Linked DNA regions of Mus musculus: region 2 is linked to region 1. A link is a contact called in public Micro-C data. All regions are on one chromosome and are shown on one strand. Each heading gives the region's core, a stretch centred on a gene start, on an enhancer-like site or on the middle of the called end of the contact. The rest is flanking DNA. Distances are from core to core; before and after follow the strand shown. Region 1 holds the start of Gm40082 (a long non-coding RNA gene). Region 2 overlaps Sh3d19 (SH3 domain protein D19).

Evidence for each region. Hi-C and Micro-C count contacts between places; a contact is called where the count stands out from the background.
Region 2: a Micro-C map of the HL-1 cell line shows a contact between it and region 1, with 3 times the contacts expected there. The contact joins two enhancer-like sites. A contact is called at or near these places in 4 of 15 datasets of contacts at CTCF or cohesin (the NIH/3T3 cell line, embryonic stem cells, large pre-B cells and 1 more), 112 of 484 Hi-C or Micro-C datasets (the 3T3-L1 cell line, the AtT-20 cell line, B cells and 63 more), 6 of 115 datasets of contacts at active chromatin or transcription factors (astrocytes, bone marrow-derived macrophages, cardiomyocytes and 3 more) and 3 of 9 other capture datasets (adipose tissue, embryonic stem cells and liver).

Annotation. Positions count from the first base shown.
Region 1 is chr3:85,711,296-85,717,803 of GRCm38.p6, reverse strand. The region is part of intron 5 of Fam160a1 (family with sequence similarity 160, member A1); the gene reads left to right. It overlaps Gm40082 (a long non-coding RNA gene), which reads right to left and starts at 5,075. Exons shown (of 3, transcript XR_001783868.1): 1 at 4,983-5,075; 2 at 3,532-3,662; 3 at 42-344. Within about 2 kb of position 1,508, at least 7 of the 459 cell types and tissues checked have an H3K27ac peak or open chromatin away from gene starts, as enhancers often do. A contact at or near this core is called in the HL-1 cell line, where this site is marked.
Region 2 is chr3:86,113,434-86,119,915 of GRCm38.p6, reverse strand. It overlaps Sh3d19 (SH3 domain protein D19), which reads right to left. Exons shown (of 22, transcript NM_001082414.3): 16 at 4,999-5,129; 17 at 3,039-3,097. Among named protein-coding and RNA genes, the nearest start is that of Gm25188, 16 kb to the right of the region's middle. Within about 2 kb of position 4,770, at least 67 of the 459 cell types and tissues checked have an H3K27ac peak or open chromatin away from gene starts, as enhancers often do. A contact at or near this core is called in the HL-1 cell line, where this site is marked.

The DNA of each region.
Region 1 (6,508 bases), core at 259-2,758:
TCTCTGTCTCATACATAATACAAATGGATTTATGCTGACAATTTTCCCACATTATGATCAATATATTTCAGCAGCATTTCTTAACCAGAGATTAAGCATTGCAAAGCCTAATGAAGGGACTGGGGAGATGGCTCAGTGAATGAAGTGCCTTCCATTTAAGGATACAGATCTGAGTTGGATCCCCACAAATCCACATTGAAAAGCCAGGCTTGGTATTTTGTATCTTGACTCCCCATGCTGCGGGGACAATGTGGGGCTGCAGCAGGTAGAGACAGGAGGATCTTGGGAGTTCTTTGGCCAGCTGTCCTATTTGAATCAGTGAGCTTCAGATTTAGTGACAACATCTGTATCAGGGAGGGAAGGAAGAGAGGGAGGAAAGATATTTGACATTGACCCCTAGCTTATACACATGGATGTGCATACCTCCACCTACTCTAATAAGTAACACATCAGATGCACACCACATCCCACCTGCATACACACTCACAACCTGTGAGTAGGAAAAGTGGGGCGGGTATGTAGGCTGATAGTGGGCATCTCTGCAATTGCTCCTCACTGCTGCAGATAGGTATGGAGTCCACTCAGGAGCTTACTCTCATACTGTCTTCATCCAACACTGAGGTGTGGCCATTTATTCCTCAGGGTTAGTGCAGGGTTCACGGGGTTCTTTTTAAAGGCTGCAGGACTTTCTTCCACAGTCATGTGCAAGCGGAACACATTGGGGAAAGCTCTGGGCCTGGGAGTAGACTTGGGTTCAATCTCTAGGTTGAGTAATAAAGGTGACTCAGAAAGCCCTGAACACAAGGTTTTTATCAATTCATTTGACAAACCATCCAACCTCGCTGAGTGCATTTGGTGTCTGGTCCTGCCTGAGCTATCTCAAGGTTGTTGATTTTTAACCTGTGTTAGTATTTGTATGTTCTGTGGAGAAAATACTAATATACCTAGTTTAGGGTGCTAGCTCAGACCTTCTGGGGATTTTATATAAGAACATGGCAGATAAATATATCATTCTTCTAAAAGTTTTTAAATTCCTAAATACATATAGCCTCCAGAGTGTGGAATAAGAGATGGGAAGCCCACTTTGGACATTTGGGAAAGAGTTGATTTTTACAGATAGGTTGAGCATGCTTTTGTGAAAGTCATATTAAAGAAAATGTTATTGATAGATGAAGTAAGCAAATAAATTCAGCTGCAGATATGTCTAGAGTCACTCAAGCTGGTTGGTTCTATTGTACTTTAGAGCAAAGGGTACGTTGTCTGCTTCTCATGGGTCTGCCCGGTTAATTTGTCCAAGCTAATATTCAAAGCTGAGCGCTCATTGGTTAGTTGCACTAGCCTGCCTTCTCAGAGAAGCAGAAGTGAAGGAAGGATTAAACAAACAGGGATTGTACTTCAAGGAGCAAGGCAAGAAGGCACTTAGGGACAAAAGTGTCAACCCTGGAGCTTACATCACCTGTCATAGTGTCAGAGGGAGAGACGTGGAGCTTTTATCTGGAAGTGACACATGTCTTTCCATTCCTATTTCATCCTGTGAAGGCAAGCAAGGCCTCAGGTCACACCACCCTCAGAGGGAAGTGTCCTTCTGCGGTTTTATCAGAAGAGATGTTTAGGATATGAATATTTGCCCTAGTGACTGTCATTCATATGTCAGGGTCCCAGTAAGAACAGGTGGGCCTCAGATGGTGCTGTCAGGCAAGCTGAGGAGCTAAAGAGGGTTTGAGAGGGCAACATTTCAGTGTTTGGTGCTGTGTCAGAAACCACGCTTAGAGCTGGACTTAACAGCAGCCATTGGTTGTTAGTGTGAGTCACCACCTGCACAGTGCAACAGTCCGGCTCTAGGGCGTGGGCCTCAAGTGAGATCATTTCTGTGACTAGGGCCTGAGCATTTGGGGCTGCCTGAGCATCTCTTTCTCCTCTGTGCCTCTTCCTTTCTATACAGGTATGGCTGGGGCTTCTCCCAGGGAGGCAGCCTTAGCTATTTGGGTTTCTATACTAGTCAAGGTCTCAGCACTCCAGAGCATGGAGGTTCTAAAGCCTCCAAGTGTGCATGGTAGAAGTGACCAGTGTCTTAGGGACCTGGGACAGAGTCACTCCTGTTTACTCTCACTGTTCACATGTCACAGAGCTGGATACGGAGCCTGTAGCTTGATTCAAGAGCATAAGGGAATCTGTGGCAAGTTCACTGTGACCATAACACTGATCTCTCCCCCTCTCCCCCCAGTCTCTCTGTCTCTCTCTGTCTCTGTCTCTCCCCCTCTCTGTCTCTATCTCTGTCTCTGTCTCTGTCTGTCTCTCTCTCTCTCTGTGTGTGTGTGTGTGTGTGTGTGTGTGTGTGTGTGTGTGTCTGTGTCTGTGTCTGTGTCTGTGTAAAGAGTCAGGGGCAAGGGGCTGTGTAGAAAGTGCCTGCTATAGGAGCTGTGTACTTCAAGCAACTCCTAGAAATAAAGTTGGGACAAACTCGGAAACTTCACCTATTCCGGTCTACCAGTCTCCTGCTAGAATCATATTGGCTAAACTCGTGTGGTAACCAAACATTTCAGAGAACAGAGGACATGGTGGCCCACACAGACCCACAGGGCTATGAGACTGGATCTGAAGGTAAATACAGATGCATGTGAGTCTCCTGCACTCCCAGCTCCCAGTGTCAGCACCTGAGAGCCTTCCTTAGGAGGAAGCTGGCACCTGTCAAGTGTGACTGTACTCTGTGCTCAAGTAGATTTCACCTTAAAATTTTCTAGAAAGGCCTTAAAACCCAACCTTTTATATCTTCTTCTCACAGATTCTCTTCTGGAACCTACATCATAGTTAGAACTTACTATGGCAGGTAGAAATACTAACAGCATATTTGATGTGAATGATAGTAAAGAAACATGTAAAACACAGGTGACAGTCACCAAATACAATGTATGCTTATGCAGTTTGGTGAGAGGTACAGCGTGCAGCAGAAAAGCACTGGGAAGTGAGTCAGAAGATCTGTACTCTAGTCCTGGCTCTTTCTGCTGTGTGGCCATGTACCAAGCCTGTAAACTTTCTGAGTCTGTGTCTCCTGCTGTACAGTGAGAATAGCAACACCGTTCTCTACCCTTGTACAATTTGAAGATGGAGGATAGCATTTGCGCATTTTGAGACGCACACAGATAACATGCCATGGCTATTCTGGGAGAAGGCCTGCCGTCTCATGTGCAGTAGGAGGATAATACTGCTTGTTCAGAAACAGTTAGGGAGCACGTACAGGGGAGGCACTCTGTACTTCACTGGCAGAGGAAGTGAAACCCTTTCATCGCTACGGAGTTCATAATGTGGGACCTGGGAGGTGACAGGTTAACCACAGGCTTAGAGCAGGAGGGGGTAAGATAAATGCTGTTACAGAGAGAAGCAGGGACAGGTGTAGGCAGAAACAAGATATGGCTAAGAAAAGAAGCTGTGTAGTCATATTTTTTTGCAGCCTATTCTACTAAGCATTCAACCTCTCCTCAGCCACCAGAGGTAGTGGAAGAGAAAAGCCACTAGGATATGGGGGAAGTTGACCTGTTTAGCAGTAGTTCTTTGAGGGGAGCTCAATTTTCTTTGCCAGTGGTTCAGTCTGTAGCAAGTCAGCAGCTGCAGTCCAGTCCTCGGTAGGCAGACACCATGCAGGAACCAGCAGCTGCAGTCCAGTCCTTTTGGCAAGCAGATAGTACACAAACCAGCAGCTGTAGTTCAATCTTCAAGAAACCTCAAGGCTCATCAACCAGCCCAAACAAGTGAAGTTGTCTGACTGACTGTCACCAGCCTGGACTCTCTGCCCAGGTGTAGTATTGGGGTCCTCTGTTAGCAGGAGAATGGTAGGTAGGCAGTGTGCCTTAGAAGACAAAGCTGACTTTGAAGCTTATCCTGGTCTCCAGCAGGATTAGAAAAGGGATTGGTAGGGAGTGTGGGTGGGAAAGGATTGCCCAAGTAACACCCTGGCTCACTTGCAGGATTTCCAGAAGTGACTTAGAATACTTTTTGTTTTGGAGGTTGCTATGGGTGGGTTCTTCACGGGCTTTTAGGAAATAGTGGAAGAAGCTTGTGACTGTCTCTGTTCAGGGAAACTGTAGACCTTGAGGGGTGTATGCTATGGTAGACAGTGATGGCAAAGGAGTCTGTCACATATGTCCTTTCTGCATGCATCTCCCAGGCATTAGCCATGGAAACTCTGACCTCAAAGCCTGTACCTTTGGTTTTGCCAAAGAGTAGCCAACTATATTTCATTTCCTATAAGTGTGCTTGGAAAACAGAAACAAGATCTACTAGGGAAAAAAATCTCACCATCTTCTGAGTGCTGAAACTGTGCTCGAACAATATACACGGGGAGAATTAATTTTAGACATTTCCTTAAGGGCATGTGTGTTGGCTTTCTATAAGCCACCGTGGAACCCATTTGTTTTACAATCTTGCCTTCCAAATACACACATACATATTCATGATCTGCATCCTACAAGCTCAATAATTCATGGCTTATTGACTTAAGTTGATGGATGGCAGTTTTGGGGTGATTGAAAAGAAAAGATGGAAATTTCAAGAGGCTGGGCACAGCCACAAGGGAGTTGCCCCTAAACCAACAATGTGCCCTGTAGGTGGGGTGGGACAAGGACTTTAGTACAGCCCAGTTTGGCTCTCCCGGCTAAGCATACTCTCGACCTTTATGCCCAGTGGAAGTTGTGATTGAAGACTCTTTAAACGATTAGATAACATCTTCAGATCATCATCATTATGATATATTAATGGGCTGTGGTTGGGTGCGGCGCTTACAGGAGGAATAGCCCGATGTGTGTCTAAGGGGAAGAGAGCAGGGTGGCTGTGGCCTCAGCACCATCCGTCTCTGCCACCCCCCCCCCACACACACACACATGCACACCGTGTTTCCTGGTCTGGAAGGTAGAAGAGAGGGCTCAGGGTGGAGGAGGGAAAGGCAGGTCCCCTGCTTGCTCTTCTGTATGTCTAGATATGGAGCATACCTGTGCTGTGTGTCCTCCTGCTGTCATCTCTGCCACTTCTGGATGGAAAGCACTTTGACATTTCCTGTCTGGTTTCCAATGACATTGGGGAATTTCACTGGGGAAAAAAAAAAGTCTTCAGTACAGAATTGAAAGAAAGGAGTCCAAGCGTGGAGTCGGAGGCAGCTCTGCTCACCCCATACCACCAGTGACTCAAGCATCAGTGTAGCATGTTGGCTGTGGATGCCTGGGATTTTTTTTTTTTAATTGTAGTGGTTCTCTGCTCTGACTTTTGTGCCTTTCCTTGAGTTAATTGGTTACCAAATGAGATTCTGGCTCTGCAGTGAAACACACTGGAAGTTTTATCGTGGTGGTTTTGCTGCTTTTTTACATTTTATAGTTTTATGCATTTCAGTGATTTGCGTTATAAAATCCAGTGTCTGTATTAGTGGCCGCGGCCTTTAATTTCTAAAGGCTCCTGACTAAGGAGCCATAGGGAAGGAGGCTGGCTCAGCTGCTGGCTTGGGCTGACACTTCCAGGGCGTGGCACATGGCCATTAGGAAGTCACGGCAAGAGTTTGAGGAGGCTAGGCACAGTGAAAACAGCAGAGAAGGGAGCGAGTGCTATGCTCAGTTCACCTGCTCCACTTTACCCAGTCCAGAATCCCTTGCCCAAGGAGCTGTCCCTGCTCTAACTAATGCAGCTCTTCCCACATTAATGAACATATTCAGGATAATCCCTCACAGGCATACCCAGGCCTATCATCCTAGTGATTCTAGGCTCTGCTAAGTTGACAATTAACATCCCAGTGGCAGTGGGAGGGGAGGGATCCAAATGCTTGCTCAGTCTTAAATAGTCTGTGAAAGTGGAGGGGCCAGTGTGAAGATTACCAAGGCTGGTCAGTGATTGCAGGCAGATAAGATGATTAAAGGGCTCCAAGGAACTTGTAGTCAGCAAGATAGCCACAGATAGACCAAATAACAACTATCTGAATAGACCTAGAAGAGCTGACTGCCATATACAAGAGGCTTTGTCTTGGAAATACCTGATTTGTTAATTGAAAACTATGAATATGTATTATCTAATGCATTCATTTAGGACATTATATTCAGGTCATACAGTTTGTAGAAGCGATGTAGAGTCACATAAAAATGTACCTCAAAATGGGTTTTGGGGTCAGTGAGACGCTGGTTTGCAATCTGGTTCCTGGCTGCTCTCATCAGCTCCGTGATTGTGGCGTGTCCTTGCCCGTGTGTTTATAAAAGTAACACATACCTCCTTGGGATTTTGTGAAGAATAAATAGATATTATATTTGAAGTAATTCTTATTGTCACTGACACTTAGCACTAAGTACATACCTCCTGTTGTTATTCATGAATGTGACCAACCAACTCTCTAACATAAGACATTGTCACGTGGCTTGGTATTACCACGGGGTAACTCTTGCCCCATCTCAGTCATTATGACAGTTTGAGTTTACACAGTATACTTCAATTTCTTACATCCTTTTAGTTGGTGGAGAGCTTTAGCTCCCCTCTTCCCCTG
Region 2 (6,482 bases), core at 3,521-6,020, 400 kb before region 1:
TGCTGGGACTAAAGGCGTGCGCCACCACCGCCCGGCCGACTGGGCTTATTTCTAGATGGTGAAGCTTGTCACTCCGAAGGGCCAAGCTGGAGGCCAGAGACTTCAGCAGCACTCTGGCTGGTTAGTCTACACTGCACACCTGTCTTTGATCAGTTCTTATGTAAATACAGATTCTCCCCAGGCTCCATTTGTCTGTGTCTTTGTGCCAAAGCAATCCATGGCTCCTCTAAAGCCTTTTAACTGCAGACATGCTGGGATTAGGGTATTTCCCCTGAGAATCTCAGGGCATAGCATCAAATGCCTTGCTTAAGAATGAGGACAGTGCACAAGGGGCATCTCCCAGGCAGGGGGATGCTCACTATGAACGGAATCCACCAACGAGCTGAGTGTATAAATGAGCCTGACGGGATAGAAGGTCAAAGAGAACGGAACACTGGCATGCCAAAACACATACTCGTCCATGGGCTTCGCTGCTCTGTCAGGACCTGTCAGTCCTGAGAAGGCGCAGTCCTGAGACACGGAGCAACCCTTCGCTGAGCTGCAATTTTCACTGAAAATAAGATCCAAGCAGAGATAAAACTTGGTCTGTGGGTCTGATTCAATTCCAAGCCTTTGATTTGAGAGCTAGAAAGGAAGTTTCAACGGCAAAGATCTAAGGAGAAAACAACTGCCTGTGAAGGAAAGGCTGACCCTTGCTGCAATCAGATTCTGATTTAAGTCGGGTCAACAGATCAATGGCCCTTCAAGCCCATTGAAATTCAGCAGGCCTGAGCGGTATCTGTGCTCAGGGTAGGACTGGAACCTGAAGTACAAGCCAATGACTTGATGCTGTCTGTGACACTGAAAGTTTTCTTATTTGTGATAACCTTTGCATTTATTGTCCCCTGTCCCCTGGGAACATCTCCTTATGTCTGACCTATACACAGACAGGTTTACAGTCTTCGTCAGGTAGTGAATTGTACTAATTTGCTCATTTAACTAGAATAGAGAGCGGCATTGTGGCAAGGCTTTAAATCACCTAAGAATTACAATGAGTATAAAAGGCACATAAATCCCTGGAAAGGTCTCAGCAACCCAGAAACATACTTGGAGAGCCTGCAGTTTAACTCTTCCCTCACCGTTGCCTAGCCCTTAAAAACGCAACAATATAAAATGCTTACTAAGCTGCATTTCTTGTTTCCACGGCTGGGATTAGAACCCAGAGCTGCATACTCTGTCTGCCAGGTAAGCATCCAGCCACTGAGCTGGGCCTGGCCTCGTGTGGCGCTTTTTGTAGGATTCATATTTCTATAAGACAGACATATTTTCCACAAGGAAAATACTTTATGTTCCTAAAAATGCAGCTAACACCAGAAAGCTACACTAAAAACTTCCTGATAGCAAAACTGTATGTGGGTCAGGGCAAGTCTACCCAGAGTGATTCGTCGTTGCGCCCAAGCCTGGGCAGAAGGCTGTTTAAGCTGGCGTCTACCACCCTATTGCATTTTCATTTCAAAATGTTCTTTCTTTCTTCCTTTCTTTCTTTCTTTCTGTGTGTGAGTGTTTTATCTGATATATATATATATATATATATATATATATATATATATACACATATGCACCATACATATGTATGGCCTGGTGCCTACAGAAAAGACCTTTGGGATTTTGGAGCAAAGCTCTACCATCATCTGCAGACAACTATTCTCCCTTTGAAAAACAGCTCTTGGCCTGCTATTGGGCCTTAGTGGAAACTGAACGTTTGACAATAGGACACCAAGTTACTATGCGACCTGAACTACCCATCATGAGCTGGGTACTATCAGACCCTGCAAGTCATAAAGTGGGACGCGCACAGCAGCAGTCTATTATTAAATGGAAGTGGTATATACGTGATCAGGCCAGAGCAGGTCCTGAAGGCACAAGCAAGTTACATGAAGAAGTTGCTCAAATGCCTATGGTTTCTACTCCTGTTACACACACGCACGCGCACACACACACACCTCCCAGAAAATAATCCCTACCCTAGCACAGCAATTGGACATTTAGATTGTTTCCATAATTTCCCATTAAAATATTACTTTTCCAGGAAATGACTAACAGAAATGCTGTCCGTTCTTCTGTTCCTACACAGAACATCTTCAGTCCTCTTTCCTCCTAATATAAATTATCAAATAGAGTTTATTCCTTTCTCTTGCCCTCTCCAAAGTGGCATCTGCTGTGTTTTCTTCTGTGCACAGTGTGCATCTGTCTCTGTGGCCTTCAACTTCATCCTCGAGGTGAAGGCCAGGAGCTGTGACTGGGCATAGCCCGGCTCCTCTGCAGTGACGCTTGCACTGCCGCTTCCTGGTGCCTACAGAGGTCAGAAGAAAGCATTGACTCCCCAGGAACTGGAGTCACAAATAGTTGTGAGCTACATATAGGTGCTAGAATCGAAGCCAGGTCCTCTGTAAGACCAGCAAGTTATTCTTTTTTTTTTTTTTTTTTTTAAAGATTTATTTATTTATTATATGTAAGTACACTGTAGCTGTCTTCACACACTCCAGAAGAGGGCGTCAGATCTTGTTACAGATGGTTGTAAGCCACCATGTGGTTGCTGGGATTTGAACTCTCGACCTCCGGAAGAACAGTCAGGTGCTCTTACCCACTGAGCCATCTCACCAGCCCCAGCAAGTTATTCTTAATCGCTGAGCCATTTCTCTAGCCTCTCTTTTCTTTAAAAAAAAAAAAAAAAAAAAAAAAAAAAAAAAAGTTGTGCATGCACCCACAGGCCAGCAGAGGGCACCAGATCCTTGGAATTGGAGTTGGTGGTTTATGCTATTTAACTTGGGTGCTAGGAATTGAACCTGGGTCCTCTGCAGGAGCAGGACACATTCTAATCACTGAGCCATGCCTCCAGCCTCTCACTATGACATTTTAAGAAAATAAAGTTTCCTCAGAATTAAGGACACTGAGAATCTGTCTAATCGTGAGATAGAAATGATTAAGCTTAGAAATTCTTCATTGTTAACTCCTTTAAAAAAAAAAAAACTGTGCAAAAGAACACAGACAAAACTTACTTAGCACAGTGAGATGAAAAGGATTCTCTTTTTCCACTTCTTCCTTCTGGAATATCAACCTAGCAAAGACAAAATTGTGGTAACACTTCCTTTTTCTCATAATTTGGTTAAGCTACATTTAACATCAAGTACTTAGGAGATGCGTGACTAAAATTAAACAGTGAAGCTGGCTGTTGAAGTTACTGGAGCTACAGTTGCTAAACACTAAAAAACAAAAATGGGGTTTTGGAAAAAATATACAGATTCAGCGGGTTGTGGTTACATACTTGTGTAACATCAGCACACAGGAGGCTGAGGCAGGAGGATCATGAGAAAGAGGCTCGCCATGGCTACAGCAGTGAGCCCCTGTCTAGAAGGCATGGAGGGAGACTAGCTCTCGATGGAGTCCTCCTTGATCAACCAGTTACCTCTCGCCTTCCGTGCTTCCACGAGCACATCACACATTCTATCCCTGAGAGTTCTCTACACTTCATCCAAGGAGTGTAAGACATCAGACATCAGGCAGTGGGCGGTAATGCTGTCGCCCTGTTCAAACGGAGGGCAGGATGCTGCAACACTTCCCTGGTCCCCAAATGAAGCGTTTGATCAGACTGGTGGATCCTCTCCATGAATTGAAGGGCACTTTGCCTCTTCATATCCACAGGGCAAGAAGAAGGCAATTTGTGCTAAATGACCGTCTACTAAGCGCCAGGCATTTCATCTGGTTGCTTAGTAGAAAGCAACCAGGAAAGCTGTGTTGGGATGAAATCCTCAGCCACAACCACGCAGTTGAAAACTACTTAAGATTGTGAGGTCTGTATCAGATCAGTGCCCTTTCTGATAAATCCTCTAAGTTTGGTGTTTTAAAACAATTTTTTAAACTTGTGCGCTTAGGAATAACATTTATACCAATAATGTGGCCGACTGGGGGTGATTGATTTCAGTGTGGGAAATGTGCTTTTTAGAGCACCGCTCCACTGAGCAGAAGAGAAATGAGGAGGGGTGTTCAAACTTACATTACTCTTAATATTAATTTAGAGAACGTGGCTGCAGGCCTGGGAAGGACCAGGCCGCATCTGCACTGGGCAATATTTTTAAGACTTACATTTCATAATCCAAGAGGCTCAGACTCTTTCTACTTGAAAAATACAGATTTTCTGTAATACCTAGATTTTAAAAGTTTCTGATGTAATGGAAAATTATTGTTTTTTTTTCCCCCTCCAAAATAAGCTGTTAACGTTTAAGTTAGTTTTAGTGCTATTTCATAGTATCCATAGGTTATATTAGGGAGTGAATCATATTTTTCCTATTAATACATGTGTTCAAAGAGCAGTCTTGTTTTGTCCCTATGTTTCACAGCTACTCAGGCTTAGCAGGAAAGCCTTCAGCATACTGGAGTGTGTTCACAAGTTAAGCTATTAAGGGCCATACAATTTTGACACTTCAATATAATTTTCTCCAGTCTGACTTGAAAATATTATGTGAAAACAATGGACTACTCCCTCAGGTGTTCTGGTTCTCAAAATGACGTGGTGCCACACGCCCAAAGAGCATCCCTTCGAAACTGTCTGTAGCACTAACTCATGTTCACTAAATGTCTCCAAGCACTAACACACATTCTTAAGTGCTGAAGAGCTCTCCGAGGACGGGTGACTGACAACTGATACTGTTTCGTTGGAGCATGGTGGTTCCAGCAATGTGTACCTAACGGAAGACAGTGAGTCCTCCACTCCCAAACTCTGGCAATAGCCAATCGGTCAGCAGTAACAGGGTCACTGCTGAGATCTTACTCCTTCATAACTGAATGCTGACAGAGCCAGTCTGTGTGAGAAAATATTCACTTAAAAAATGTCCAAGTGTCAAATGATCCAGAGAAGACAGAAAAGGCAAATTCAAGACTGTAGGCTTCTAGTTTCTCTTTCCCATCTGCGTGTGAGACTCACTGAATGTGTGGCCAAATAAAATAAACAAACCCACTTACAATGACTTTGACGTAATTGGCAGGAAACACGCCAGTCTGGTTCCTACATTTCCCTCTGTACCACTCTGCATCTATTTTTTCGAGAAGATAAACAATCTCTCCAGATGTGAGACTCAGATCGTCAGCTTGCTCTGTAATACAGAATTAGTGACACACGATGAATTGCCCCAGCTGCACATGTGATTAAAGCAGAGAACAAAGTTGCATTGAGATCTGTCCACAGAGGCAGGGTGTGCATTCGGCTGCTTCTGACAGACTAGATTATACTGATCAAATTAATTTTCCCATGCAATTATATTTTTAAAATGTGATATTAAGAGATTCTAAGATCAGATTAGATATGTCTACTAAGGGAAACAATTTTTAGAACCACCATGGTCCTGGCCAGAGATTCCTACTGCGCCAACGTAAATCTTGCTGCAAACACATCCAGCATTGACAGATGTTTATAGACCTGGCGCGATACACTTACCACCATTCCCAGTCACCCGGAAAAGCCATTCCAACCTCAAATATTAACTAGGGAGTACTACAGATCTTTAGGAAGAAAATTTATCTACACCAAAATAAAAATCAATCTGCCAAGTATATATAAATAAGTTGTAAATAGTTTTTTGTTTTGTTTTGTTTTTTAAAAAACATTTGTAGCTTTGGCTATGAAGGAAACTTAAAACGATTACAAAAATCTAATTCTTTGATCTCATAGGCAGGTGGTGGGTGACACACATATTAAAAAACCTTTTAAAGAGTCAAAAGCCAGGTAATCACTCATGGCCTCCAGCTAAGGGCTGAAGAAGTCCTCATTTGTCTGTGGACCTCCACACCAAGAATCAAGTTGCCAATTCAATAGGCCATTTTGTATCAGAAGGTCAATTATGAAGCACCTAGAATTTTTTAATGATAAGAACATATTCTCTGGGTTCTGTTGTGGCCCAGATGATAATTTTTTTTTCTATTGTGGGTTCTGTTCCCCTGCCCCCCATTCCAGAAATTGGTTTTGATGTACCCAAGACTTGTTTTTCAATAAAGGAAATAAAAATCTCTATTTTTTTAAAAAAAACCCATTTAAACACCTACTTTACTTATTAAATTAGAATTAACTTCATTACAACGCTAAGCAAGCCAATGTTCTATCCTGAGCCCCTAAAGAATGTTATTTGAGCTAAAACTTCATCACAGACTTAAAGATAAAATGATAAGCAAAGGCTACTTTCCATTTGTATGAGGGATCTGCCATTCCTTTTTTTTTTTTTTAAAGATTTATTTATTCAATGTATATGAGTACACTGTAGCTGTACAGATGGTTGTGAGCCATCATGTGGTTGCTGGGAATTGAACTCAGAACCTCTGCTTGCTCCAGCCCCACTCACTCTGGCCCCAAGATTTATTTATTATTATATGTAAGTACACTGTAGCTGTCTTCAGACACACCAGAAGAGATTTCATTATGGATGGTTGTGAGCCACCATGTGGTTGCTGGGATT